Regions from separate parts of the Lactuca sativa genome. Here region 1 is linked to region 2. A link is a contact called in public Hi-C data. All regions are on one chromosome and are shown on one strand. The core of a region is the stretch at or near the end of the contact, and the rest is flanking DNA. Distances in the headings are between cores, read along the strand shown.

Region 1 (6,595 bases), core at 1,924-4,423, 170 kb after region 2:
AACTCATATACTTAAACGGGTTGTGTCCTGATTAAATTTTCCAACTCGCCAACCTGCAACACAAATAATTATATGGGTTGTTTACAAGTTGATGCTTTCTGACCCGCGAACCCAGACTCGACATGATTGCTACCCCTAGTATTTTGTAATTGCATCCCATATGGGCTTCGGGGGAGGGGGTTGTAGCTCGCTTAGAGGCTAAAGTTTACCATTTTTTAGTAAATTATAGATTTGGCCCATATAGTTTACCCAAATTCACATATTTGGTCCTAATATTGGATTTTTGACATGGTTGGTCCTTGTGGTTTGCATTTTTTACATTGATGGTGTGGTTTGTATGCAAAGACCATCTTATTATTAATTTTTTTTTTTTTATATATTTTAATAATTAAAATTTTAAAAAAATTACGCTACACCCTTTCTCCATCTCTGTTTATTGTCAATATGAGAAAAAAATCATGCCAACACCCTACTATCACCCATTTTATTCGCCCCGTTGTCTCTTGGTCGGCAAAAAATGCCCACTATCACCCATTTTCATGCGGCAACAATGCCCCAGGTGGGTTGTGGGTATATGTGGTGTTTAGAGGGTTTTCATGAGGTTTCTAATGAGGATCCTGGAGCTTTATTCAGTGGTGAGTTCCAAGGGGTATAGGGTATGGAGATGATAGTGGTGTGGGAAAGTCAGTTCTTCTAGTTAGGTTCTTAGTTATGACCTTCGCCGGAAAATGATGAGCCACTTCATGATTTCTTTTCCAAAGATTGAATTCTTCTTTGAACACAATACTAATAAGAGCAAAGAGTAGCACCAAAACAACCAAAGTTGTCGCAACATACTTAACCTCCAAAAATTTAAGTTTTCTTTTAGTGATGATTATTAACCATAGGAAACCTTGCTAGTCTTAATGAAATATATAATAATTCATAGAAAGTTTTGAACTTATTGGATTGCTTAATAACTTTTGAGGTTTTAAGAATCCGAATAAAAACTACAAAACTATAAAGACAACTCCTTGAACCCATTCGGTGAACAAGATGAGTGATCTTGGATCATGCCCTAAAGATCATGATATAGTTGAGTGATAATTGTGCTGCTTAACCTTACAAAACCATTCAAAAGTCCTAACCCCTCGACGAGTGTTTAGGAAATTTTGTACATAAATAACTAAAATTCATGTATTAGCAAACATTTGTGAATTTGCACCTATGAAAGCGAACAAAAACATTTTTCAAACCATGTAGTTGTGCAATATTAATATTTCTGGTCACTACCATCCAAATCTTGAAAGTACCCAAAGAAGTTTATGTCAATGCTAAGGAGGATGACCACCCATGTTGGTGAGATTTCATTAATTAACGTGAAGATGATTCCAATATCGCCACCGTCTTTGAAAGTGCTAAGGAGATTAAGGATGCTTTGATCATACACAAGGGAGGATTTGATGTCCCTAGAGTATATAATAAATATATAAGTAGCTCCGACAACTGACATGATGAAAAGACAAATGAACACCATGAAACACTGCCCCGAGATGACATGGAGACCAATGCTACCAATATCCTTCATCCTTCCATCATCACCAGAGCAACTAAAACTAAAACACTAAGCCACTACCATATGTTTGAGAGAAAGGGAGAGAGGATAGGTTGTCAGGTATTTTTTTTATATTATTAGTATAATATATTAATAACTAAAAAGTAAAAGGAAAAACATATTAAAAGGGAAGATAATCTTATGATCTTTTCATATGACGTGGAACTACAGATCCAACAAATGAAAACAATGTGGACCAACCATATAAAAAATCCAATAGCATAACATTTTTACTTTATTTTTTCTTAATGTTTTCTTATTTTAAATATCTGATTTTTCTCCTTTTCTCTTTTATTTCACATTTTTATTGTATTTTTTTTTACTTTTAAATAACATTTTTTGTGTGCTGTTTTTTTAAATAACAATATTTTTTTGTTCGTTCTTTTTTTTTTTTTTGATATCATCATTTCTACACAACAAAAGATTTTCTTTTTCAACATCTTAATCTCTTATTATTTGCAAAGAAAAAAGGAGGTAAACTTTTTTATTGTTCCAGAGTTGGACGGGAAAAGTTGTATAAAATTCTTTTTATCAAGATAAACAAATATGTATATAGTATATTTAAATATTATTCTTAAATCAATTTAAATTAAATAATTTGATTTTAGTAAAAATAAAAATCGATGCTTAGATTCATTATTTATATATATATATATATATATATATATATATATATATATATATATATATATATATATATATATATATATATATATATAATTTGTTTAGACGGTTTTGATATGAAAACTATAAAAATAATTATATTTAATATGTTAATATTTTGTCAAATTAGTTTTTTTAATGAAAATATAACATGTATAATAAATATCAATTTTAAAGTGTCAAGGTGTACGCAATTGATCTTAATCAAAACACTGTTAAAAAAAATATGTTTTTATGACACAACATGCTGATGAAGTTTATTAAAAAGCTAAAATAGTGTTTACTGGGTTATAGAGACACTTTGAAGTTGTTGTTAAGCTACTGAGTATTTATCTTATTTATATTGTTGCTGATTTGATTATTTGTGACAGTTTGTTGCTGTCACATAAATACTGAAATACATTTTAATCGTATAAAAGTGTTGTATTAAGGTGTATGAATTTGGTAACACATTGTCGTAACTAGACCTATGTGATGTTTATTTGGTGTGTTTTTTGGATTTTGAAATTGTAATTTTGCAATATGCATGTCGTTTTAATTATCTATTTATTTTATAATGTAAAATTTTCCTTTTAATTTTATTGTAATAGTTTAATTAGGAAATTATTAAATGTAATAAATGACAACGGAATACTACCAAACGAGAACCATAGAGATTGGTGTTTTAAGAAGTTTCACCGAAACATCAACAAGTGATGGCAAAACAAGTAGAAACCGAGCATCAAAATGTTTGTTTTTTGTCCAGAAATAGAAAAGATAAAAAAAAATTGCTATTTTTATATATAAAAAAGAGCAGTAAAAAGGTAAAATAATAAATGAATGGAAAAAAATCAATCTCTGTTACCCAATAAAATGGTAAAAAGTTTTTTCAAATACACTCATAAATAGTTTTTTAAATAACCCTGTTTTCATCAATAACTCGACGTTTTAAAGCCAATCGAAACAAAAACCTTACAGAGTGAATTCAGTTCCTACAGTTTACCTACCACAGTCTAGACTATCGACGCGACGCGAGCATTGAGGTCACCTACCTTAGTCAATCGTCTCGAGTGCTTCCATGAAACGTGGTGAAGTTCACTGAGTTCACCTACCACATTCGATAGTCTCGACTCTCGACTTGAGCATTGCAACAATGGCGGAGCGTAATTCAACTTTCGAGATGCCTAGAGTGAAGCTTGGGAATCAGGGGCTTGAGGTCAGAGTCTCGATTTATCTTTTCCTTTTCTGTTTCATATATGATCAGCCAGCATTTTTTCACCACATCCTAGTTCATTGGCACAAATCAGAAACGATAGTTTGGTCTCTTTCATTGATCGTAGCAAAATTCTAATTGGTATTTATCTTGTTTGCATTTTGTCGGATTATGTTGCTCGCATATCTGATTCTCTGATTAAGTTCCTATCTAGTTGCTACGTGCATTCCCAAACTTGTGTGATCGTTTGGTTTGATTAATAGGATCTGCCTCCTCGGTGCAGAGATTCCTGTGAAGCGATTTAGAAAAAAAAAAAAAAAAAAAAAAAAAAAAAAAAAACACTTCTATCAAACATTCAAACCCTAGCGTTACCCTATTCATCTGTTTTAAACAAATCTCATTTTTCGGATCAGATCATTGCTCAGAGAGTATGTTAAATATTGAACTATGATCCATAAAACTCTATAAGTTCTTAGCCTACTTAACATGTACCTTGATTTATCATTTTCTGCAAAAGATCAACCTTGATTGTCTGACAGAGAGAATGGTTCTAAGTTGCAAATTAGATATGGATCTGTTAGACATTCAACCGCATTTTCCTTTATACAGGTCTCAAGATTAGGGTATGGCTGCATGGGGCTTACAGGTATCTATAACAATCCTCTCCCTGAGGAAGAAGGCATCAAAGTGCTCAAGGAAGTTTTTAGTAGAGGAATTACATTCTTTGATACTGCTGATGTATATGGGGTTCAGCATGCTAATGAGATACTAGTTGGGAAGGTAATTGGATTTCCTTATACTAAACAACAAAGCTATATAAATAATCTTCATGAAATTCTTGCCAATGTAATCACATTGCCAAACATTTATCCTAGTTGATTAAACTGGAATGCTGCAGGCATTAAAGGAATTACCTCGAGAAAAGATCCAATTAGCCACAAAATTCGGTATATTCAAGATTGAACCCACTGGTATTAAAGTCAAAGGTACCCCTGAATATGCACGTTCGTGTTGTGAGGGTAGCCTAAAGAGGTTGGGTGTGGATTACATTGATCTCTATTACATACATAGAATTGACACAACTGTTCCTATTGAAGACACTGTAAGTTTACACTTGTGGACCTTGATTTCTTGAGTTTCACATACAGACATTACATATTCTTTTGAAATACAGATGGAAGAACTTAAAAAGATGGTGGAAGAAGGTAAGATAAAGTACATCGGGCTATCTGAAGCTAACGCAGACACGATCAGGAGAGCACATGCCATTCATCCAATCACTGCTTTACAAATGGAATATTCCCTTTGGACCCGTGATATTGAGGAAGAACTGATTCCATTGTGCAGGTATATTTCTATTTTCTATTCAATCTATTGATTTATTTCCCATTTGGGTTTTTGTATGTTGCCCTAAATTTGTTTGTTGCAAAGGGAACTTGGAATAGGCATAGTTCCATACAGTCCTGTTGGGCGTGGATTTTTTGGGGGCAAAGCAATTAAAGAAAGTGTACCCGAAAATAGTATATTGGTAAGTAATCAACTACATATATCTTTGCATTAAAGTTAGGAGTATAAAAAGCTTTTGATATCAAAGATTCTCTCTTAGGGTTCACATCCAAGGTTTACTGGAGAAAACTTTACAAAGAACAAGGTTGTTTATGATCGTGTAGAAGCAATGGCAAAAAATCACGGATGTACCCCTATTCAGCTTGCTCTTGCTTGGGTTCTTCATCAGGGGGAGGATGTAGTGCCTATTCCTGGTAAGTTTACTATAAAGAAGAAGAAATATATGTACGTTGCTATTGGTAAAATATAAACTAAATTGTTATTAAGAGTAAAAAATGTGAGAAAGTTGTTATTACGGAATTTATAAGTACATTAGACTACATTGAGTAAAGTATTTTACTATTTCTGATTGGTTGGTTGCTGGTTCTTTTTTTGACATAGGTACAACTAAGATTAAGAATCTTGATGAGAATGTTGGTACAGTTAAAGTGAAACTTACAAAAGAAGACGTTGAAGAAATTTCTAATGCGGTTCCTATCGATGAAGTTGCTGGTTGTAGAACTGGTGAAGCTCTTCTACGTATCTCGTGGAAATTTGCAAATTCGCCCCCTAAGAACAACACTTGATCATCTTCATGCACCCATGCTCCGCTATATACCTTTTGTGCCCCTATACTTTGTGGACACTGTGATTTATCTTCCTCATGTTAGCAGTTGTGGGAATTAGGTATTGTTGTTGTTGTTGTTGTTGTATGTTGGCAGTGAGATTGGTTGGTTAGCGGTGTAAGTAAACACATGTTTTAAGCTTTGTTTTTCTTCAAAGGTGTTTCGATATATGTGGATCCTAAATTGTAGAATATGGTTATATGTGTTGAGAAAGTTTTGTATCGCTGAGAAAATGAATAATACATCTCTTATGTGGATGTAACACGATTATCTTGATTGTGTGAACCAGATTAATTCTTGTGGTTATTATTTTTCTTCGCATCTTTAATAATGTGTTTTGTAATTCTAAAGTCTAAACCCTCGCAAAATGTGCCCCGAAAATACAAAATGCTAAGTTTGAACGAGTGATGAACCTTTAAATGTCATGGCCTACTATACATATTTACCCTCTTTGATATACATATATTGCTATGATTAAAATAAAAAAAAGCAGGCATTTTAAAAAGAGCAAAAAATAAACAAAAAGTAGTTTGTTATTTTTATCGATTAATATGGTGTTATTTTGCAACCCGATTTTTAGTGTGAAGTTTTAACGACATTAGTTGAAAGATGGAGGTGCTGAAAGAAAATTTTGACCATTCTTTTGTTTTTATGCAACACTTTCATACTGTTCGAGAAGCAACTGTCTGACGAAAGAAGGTCCACCCCCACTGCCATGGCTTCGACGGAGCAGCCTCCGAAGAAGCGAAAACTGTACGACCTGCCGCAACCGCCATCAACAGCAGAGCCACAGCCACCGGCGCCTCAGACGAGTGCGAATGTACCTACTACAACCCTATCGCAGGAAGAAATTGCCCGAAAGCGGAGAAATCAAGAGGAGATTGCCAATTTCTACGAGTCTTACAAGCGTCTTAAGTATTGTATTTCTCAGAAGGATGCTCGTCTCATGCCCGAACTTGAACAGGCTTATCTCTC
Region 2 (6,005 bases), core at 2,092-4,591:
ATATCTTTCAAAATGGTACCTCTCCATCCTAATACTCACAAATTAAGTCAAAATCATTAAGTTGGTAAACTCTTAAGTCAAGCCTAACTTTCACCCGTTTGACGCAAATGACCATTCTAACAAAATACTTGGTTAGACATTAAAATTCTATTATTTTAAAAATACAAAGTAATAGCAAGATTTATTATTATTATTTCTTATAATTTCCTTACATTTCAATTATTTAATTTATTTCGCTTTGCTTTATTTTGTATCAAATTAAAAAAATATTTTTATTTTTACCAAAAAGCCCGACACTTTTAGCCTCCAAAACACGATGTTACATAAGTTTTATATTGGTGTACTACACAAATCACATGATTTGATTAAAGATAATAAAAACATTAAAAATAAAAAAATTAGAAAAAACTTAAACATAAACTAAGGGTAAAAGACATCTACAGCTTTAGTAAAAAACTAAATGAAATTTGCAATTGAACGAAATTAACTCTAATTTACAAAGTTAAATTTAACTCTTATTTTGAAATTATAAACAAATGTAACCCATTGACTCCCACATTTTATCGACATACAAAATGAACAAGGACCAAAATGAAAGAAATGTTGAAAAGTTAGAAGTTATATACACAAAGCTTAAATAAATTGATTTAAACATTTCATAGATATTCAACCGATCATAATTTAAGTATGTGTTTTTGAGGGATACATCTCAATACTCTTTAAACAATATAATATGCATTATGCAACACAAAATTAAAAACCAAATGAATGGAACCCGAGAAAGAGCGATTGAACTCCAAAAAGACAGAAAGGGGCAAAGGGCATTACGACAAAGACGAGTTACCGTTTTGCTCCAATCGATTTTCATGTATATATTTTTGTGTGAGTTGCGATGCCGATAGATTCAGCATTAAGCGTGATCGATTCCATCTCCAATCTCCTTGTCTTTTGTGATGCTTAGAAAGCTCTGCGATTTTCTTTTTTCCAAATTGTCGCATGCTTCACAGTTTCATGTAGCCTTACTAGTTGGATTTGAGCAAGTTGACAAGTTTTGTTGATCGAATTTGGGTCGCGTGTGTGTAATGTTGTTGCGATTGCATTAAGTGGGTGTTGTGTAATCTGAGGTAAAAGTGAGCTATCACCACCACCGTGAGGTGGTGGCTAGCAACTCCGGGCACCGCCTGCCGTCACCGACTCGGCGAGTAGGTCACTTAATCCCCCGACCTGGAGTCGTTCCTACTTGACGAGTTGAGCCTCCAACTCATCGAGTCCAAGGGTGAAAATATGAGGTTTGACTTGAATTAAATGCGTACCTGAGATCGGGTGTTACATATCCCCATGGAAAGACATTATGCGATTTGGAAAGAAAGAAAAATTGAGTCTTAGATTTGTAGGTCCTTTCAAAATTGTCTAGAGAATTAGTAAGCAAACATATCGTTCGGAATTACCGGAAGATTTGGTAGGTATTCATGATGTGTTTCATGTAAGTTATCTGTGTAAATGTTTAAGCATATATGATGAAACGGTCCCGTTATCAGAGGTGAAACTAGATAATAAAGTAAGATATGTAGAAGATCCTGAAGAGATCGTAAACGAATTAACGACTGAATTATGTAATAAAGAAGTGGAGTTGGTGATTGTAAAGTGGAAACACCATCGATGCCGAAATTATACTTGGGAAAATAAGAATGAGATAAGAGCGAAATATTCCCATTTGTTTAAATCATTGTAATTTTGGGGACGAAGTCCTCAAAAGGAGTAATTTTGGGGATGAAGTCCTCAAAAGGAGGATGTATTTGTAACATACACGTTAATGACCATGTATAATTATCGTGTTTTGTTAGTTTAAAAATGAATATTGTTAAATATTATATGGTTTTGAGCATTGAGTTCTAACAAGATAGTTTTTACGAGGATTGAAGTAAAACTATGTTTAGAATCATTCATAAAGTGATGGGAAGTCTTATGAGATTCCGATCAAAAAGTCAAATATTGAAATTAACGAAAATATAAAGCTGGAAATAAGGTAAAATAATGTTATTGAAAGTTGTAGATTATCTCGTTAGAAACATTTAGGCAAAAACCTCACCGAAATCCGAGTTATAACGAAGGAGTTATGACTTATCGAAGTTTCGCGATAGAACCAACACGACGCCATATGACGTAAAAAGTGAGTTTACGATAAACTACTTTTTAGCATTTGTGATCTACATGAAAGTGTAATATTTGTTAAACCGAGAATATTCATAAAACGAACGTCCAAATCTGACTTCGTATGAAAAAATTATGATTTTTCTAAGAATCGGCATAACAATACACAACCCGAAACTCGAAATAAAGATCGAGTGATTTTTAGCCGACACAACCTAAACGATAATCGAAGATCTCATCAATATTAGTACAACGGTAAAAAGACAGACGAAAACGGACGTCGGATGAAGAAGTTATGAATTTTTAACAGACTTTTCATGTCCTGGCTCGTTAAAAATATAATATTAAAAATGAAGTCAAAATCAGTCAACAGAATCTAAACGAAAATTGTAGATTATAATCCCACCTATGTATGGATACTAAGAACGTCAAAAATGGAACTCGTATACGAAATATATGAAATACACAGCATGTATATGTATAATAGTTGTATCACATATATGCCCATGTCACATTGATGCCCAACGCAATATGAAACATATAAAATCCTCAAGTTTGATAAGTTTTATCGGTTTTATTCATATGAAAATATTTTATTCGATAATACCCATTCAAAGAATAATAAGAGAGTGCATATTCTAGTGTGATATAGACCTCATTACTTTCAATCATCACTTTATTCGATGGTTGCTTATCTTTATTATTTGTAACAACATTGGCATAAGAAACCTTAACATTATGATCAACACCCTCCTGTAAGTCTTTCCCTTATCCACCCGATTGCGACTCATTATAGTTATAAACTATTTCAATTTTCTTTATTATAATTGGTTACAAACAATGTATAAATGATCTTTTTGTGATAAAATATGATTACAACTTTTAAGATTTTAAGGAATGATTTTTAGGTTTCAAAATTGTAACAAATATAATTATATTTTGAAATTATAAGTATCGTGAGTAAACTTGCATTCTTTTACTAAATAAAATTTACAAAAAAATAAAAAATAAAAAACCTTCAAATTGTATTTTTGTATTTCTGCGGCAGACAAAAATGCACTTATCAAAGAAATAAGATAATAACCAGAGATTATTATTATTATTATTATTATTATTATTATTATTATTATTATTATTTTGTAGTTTACTCCTGGGATGGATAAAGCTTGTTAAGTACACATGCCTATTTGACCAAATTGCCCTCGACGATAACATCCGGTTTATTAACTCTCTTGTTTTCCTCTGAAGAAACCCACTCACGATGAACACGCTTAAAATCAGTTTCACCGTCCTGAAGAAGCCAACTACGTATTTCTTCAGTGGCAATTCCGTCATTTCATTAAAATCACTTACCCCTCCTTCTTCCGTAAAACCGGCGTCGATCTCCGGTGGCCCCCGTGTCTACTCTACCTTCGCCGGCGCCGGCGTCCGTACCGACTTCAAAGTGAACTCCTACTCTAACATGGCGGAACCTGATTCCGATCATAAGCAAGGAGATGTCGCCGTCAAAGACGATCGCATTGCTCGCATTTCATCCACAATTCGCGTCATCCCGGACTTCCCTAAACCTGGTACACACACTAACAGTTTTAATTGATCAATTGATGTTTGGATGTCTCATTTGACCAATGGATATTGAGGTTTATGTATGTGTAGGGATCATGTTTCAGGATATTACGACGATGCTGCTTGATCCAGTAGCATTTAAGGATTCGATCGATCTGTTCGTCGAGAGATACAAAGACAAAGACATCTCCGTTGTTGCTGGTAAATTCTCCTTTTCACGTAATTTGAAGTACTTTTTGAATCACTAGCTTTTGTGCTGATGCTATTCAGTTGAGCTAATTTTATATGTTGATGCTTTCCCTATTTGCATAAAGTTGAAATCAATGAATTAGTAGGCAGTAGATTCATGCTGATGATTATAAAAACCTGTTAATTTATAAAAACAATCGATTGATTTTGACCTGATCTTCAGCTTGTAGTTGATAATATAGTAACTATATTGGTTGTTTGCTACCCTGAACTCATTGTAGAAACCATCAAAGCACCCGATTTTATTGTAGTAACTATAATAGAGTAATTCATTACCTCATTTTAACTTCTCGATAATCAACTACTGATAAACGAATACTATTTGATGATTTTGGTTGTATAAATTATAATGCATAGGTGTTGAAGCAAGAGGATTCATATTTGGTCCTCCTATTGCATTAGCCATTGGTGCTAAATTCGTTCCAATGAGAAAACCCAACAAGTTACCCGGTATATCTTTTCTACCATTGACATCAGTTACCTTCTTTCAGTTTAATAATTCCTCACACAGGATAATATGTTATGTTATGTCATGTCATGTCATATCAGGAGCTGTTATATCAGAAGAATACTCGTTAGAGTACGGAAGTGACATAATGGAGATGCATGTTGGAGCAGTAGAAGCTGGTGAACGAACTCTTGTGATAGATGATTTAATTGCAACAGGAGGAACCTTAGTGGCTGCCATTAACCTACTTGGTAAGTAATTTGATAATTACAGTTTATTTATTTATTTGTTTATTTTTTTTACCACTTTTTTAGATTTGTTCAAATTTTGTTTTGTTGCAGAACGCGTTGGCGCGAATGTAGTCGAGTGTGCCTGTGTCATTGAATTGCCTGATCTGAAGGTACACTGTGTTGTCTGGATAAATGATGTTTGTTTAATTAAACAGTATTTGATCTTGAATTAATTTTGAAAATTTCAGGGTCGGGACCGATTAGGAGATAAGCCGCTATTTGTGCTCATAAGCTCAACTTGATTTTCGATTATTTATTAAAAGATTTAATTGGAATTGAAGGCTTGAGAGAAAATCACTGTATGATTTGGAGTATTCTAGTTAACAATAAGTGGGATTTTAATGTAACTGATTTCATTATTTCCTTCGAGTCTTTAAACGATGATGAGTTTGTTTACTGTTGCCACAATTTTTTGCTCGGCTCCATATTTTTCATCATGTTCAGCAAATTTAAATTAAAAACAATTAAATTTAACCAATAGCCTAAGAAATAAAAAATATAGTTTATCATAAAACCACAACAAAAACTCAAATATCACGAACATAATATCAATCATCTCCATATCCTGGGTTATAACTTATAAGTTAGATGACCGATGACACGAAATGGAAGTATGAACAGAGAATTGTTCAAGAAATTCCCAAGAGAAAAGTTTTTATTAATTTCCAAGATGTCATTAAAGGCTGATTTGAAGGTTTTGTCAAATTTCAGAAATTTACAGAAGACTCAAATTCATCTTATTAAGCACCTAAATAAATACGAGAAAAAAAAAGTAAAAAACAGAGTTACGGAAATAAAATATCCTACCACAAAAATGGAATAAATTTTTTTTAGGAAATGAGTCTAAACTCTAAACGAGGGGAAATTAAAATTGAGGGCTTAAGCTGACGTTTTGGCGATGTCAGCAACAGTTAGTTAGGAACTTGGCCCGAAGAGAGCTTTTCTGCAATGTAAAAACGGACCTCCAAACTCCAATGGATCAAAAATTATGCATGTTTTAAGTTGGGCTTCTTTTAGCCTTGTTTATCTATTTCTCATTTGTAGAAAGGTTAGCGACAGATCTTCTATATGATATGCTGGTAGTTCTCAAGATACACAACTTCCTTTTGCTGGTAGTGCTAGTAGAGATACAAGAAATCGAAAGTCTTGGAGAAAGATATAATTTAAGTTGATCCACCATTCAGGCGTTATCCTTAATCTTCCATGAAAAAAATTTAGTGATCATACTTTCATTGACTCAATTTAATATATGCCTCCAAAAAAAAATAGGCTCCATAAGAAGGTATACCATCACCTCATCT

The links. A called contact is a pair of places that touch in the nucleus more often than the background predicts.
Region 1: a contact with region 2 is called in a Hi-C map of bud, with 5 times the contacts expected there. The contact joins the promoter of LOC111913456 here to the promoter of LOC111913455 in region 2. A contact is called at or near these places in 3 of 4 Hi-C or Micro-C datasets (bud, leaf and seed).

The regions. Positions count from the first base shown.
Region 1 is chr1:30,553,491-30,560,085 of Lsat_Salinas_v11, forward strand. It overlaps LOC111913456 (perakine reductase), which reads left to right and starts at 3,174. Exons shown (of 7, transcript XM_023909151.3): 1 at 3,174-3,452; 2 at 4,059-4,229; 3 at 4,348-4,551; 4 at 4,624-4,796; 5 at 4,881-4,977; 6 at 5,056-5,209; 7 at 5,397-5,890. The coding sequence starts at 3,390. The coding sequence ends at 5,581. LOC111913457 reads left to right here and starts at 6,291. Exons shown (of 5, transcript XM_023909152.3): 1 at 6,291-6,595. The coding sequence starts at 6,336.
Region 2 is chr1:30,384,605-30,390,609 of Lsat_Salinas_v11, forward strand. It overlaps LOC111913455 (adenine phosphoribosyltransferase 1), which reads left to right and starts at 3,342. Exons shown (of 5, transcript XM_023909148.3): 1 at 3,342-3,722; 2 at 3,808-3,918; 3 at 4,324-4,665; 4 at 4,756-4,814; 5 at 4,893-5,112. The coding sequence starts at 3,413. The coding sequence ends at 4,946.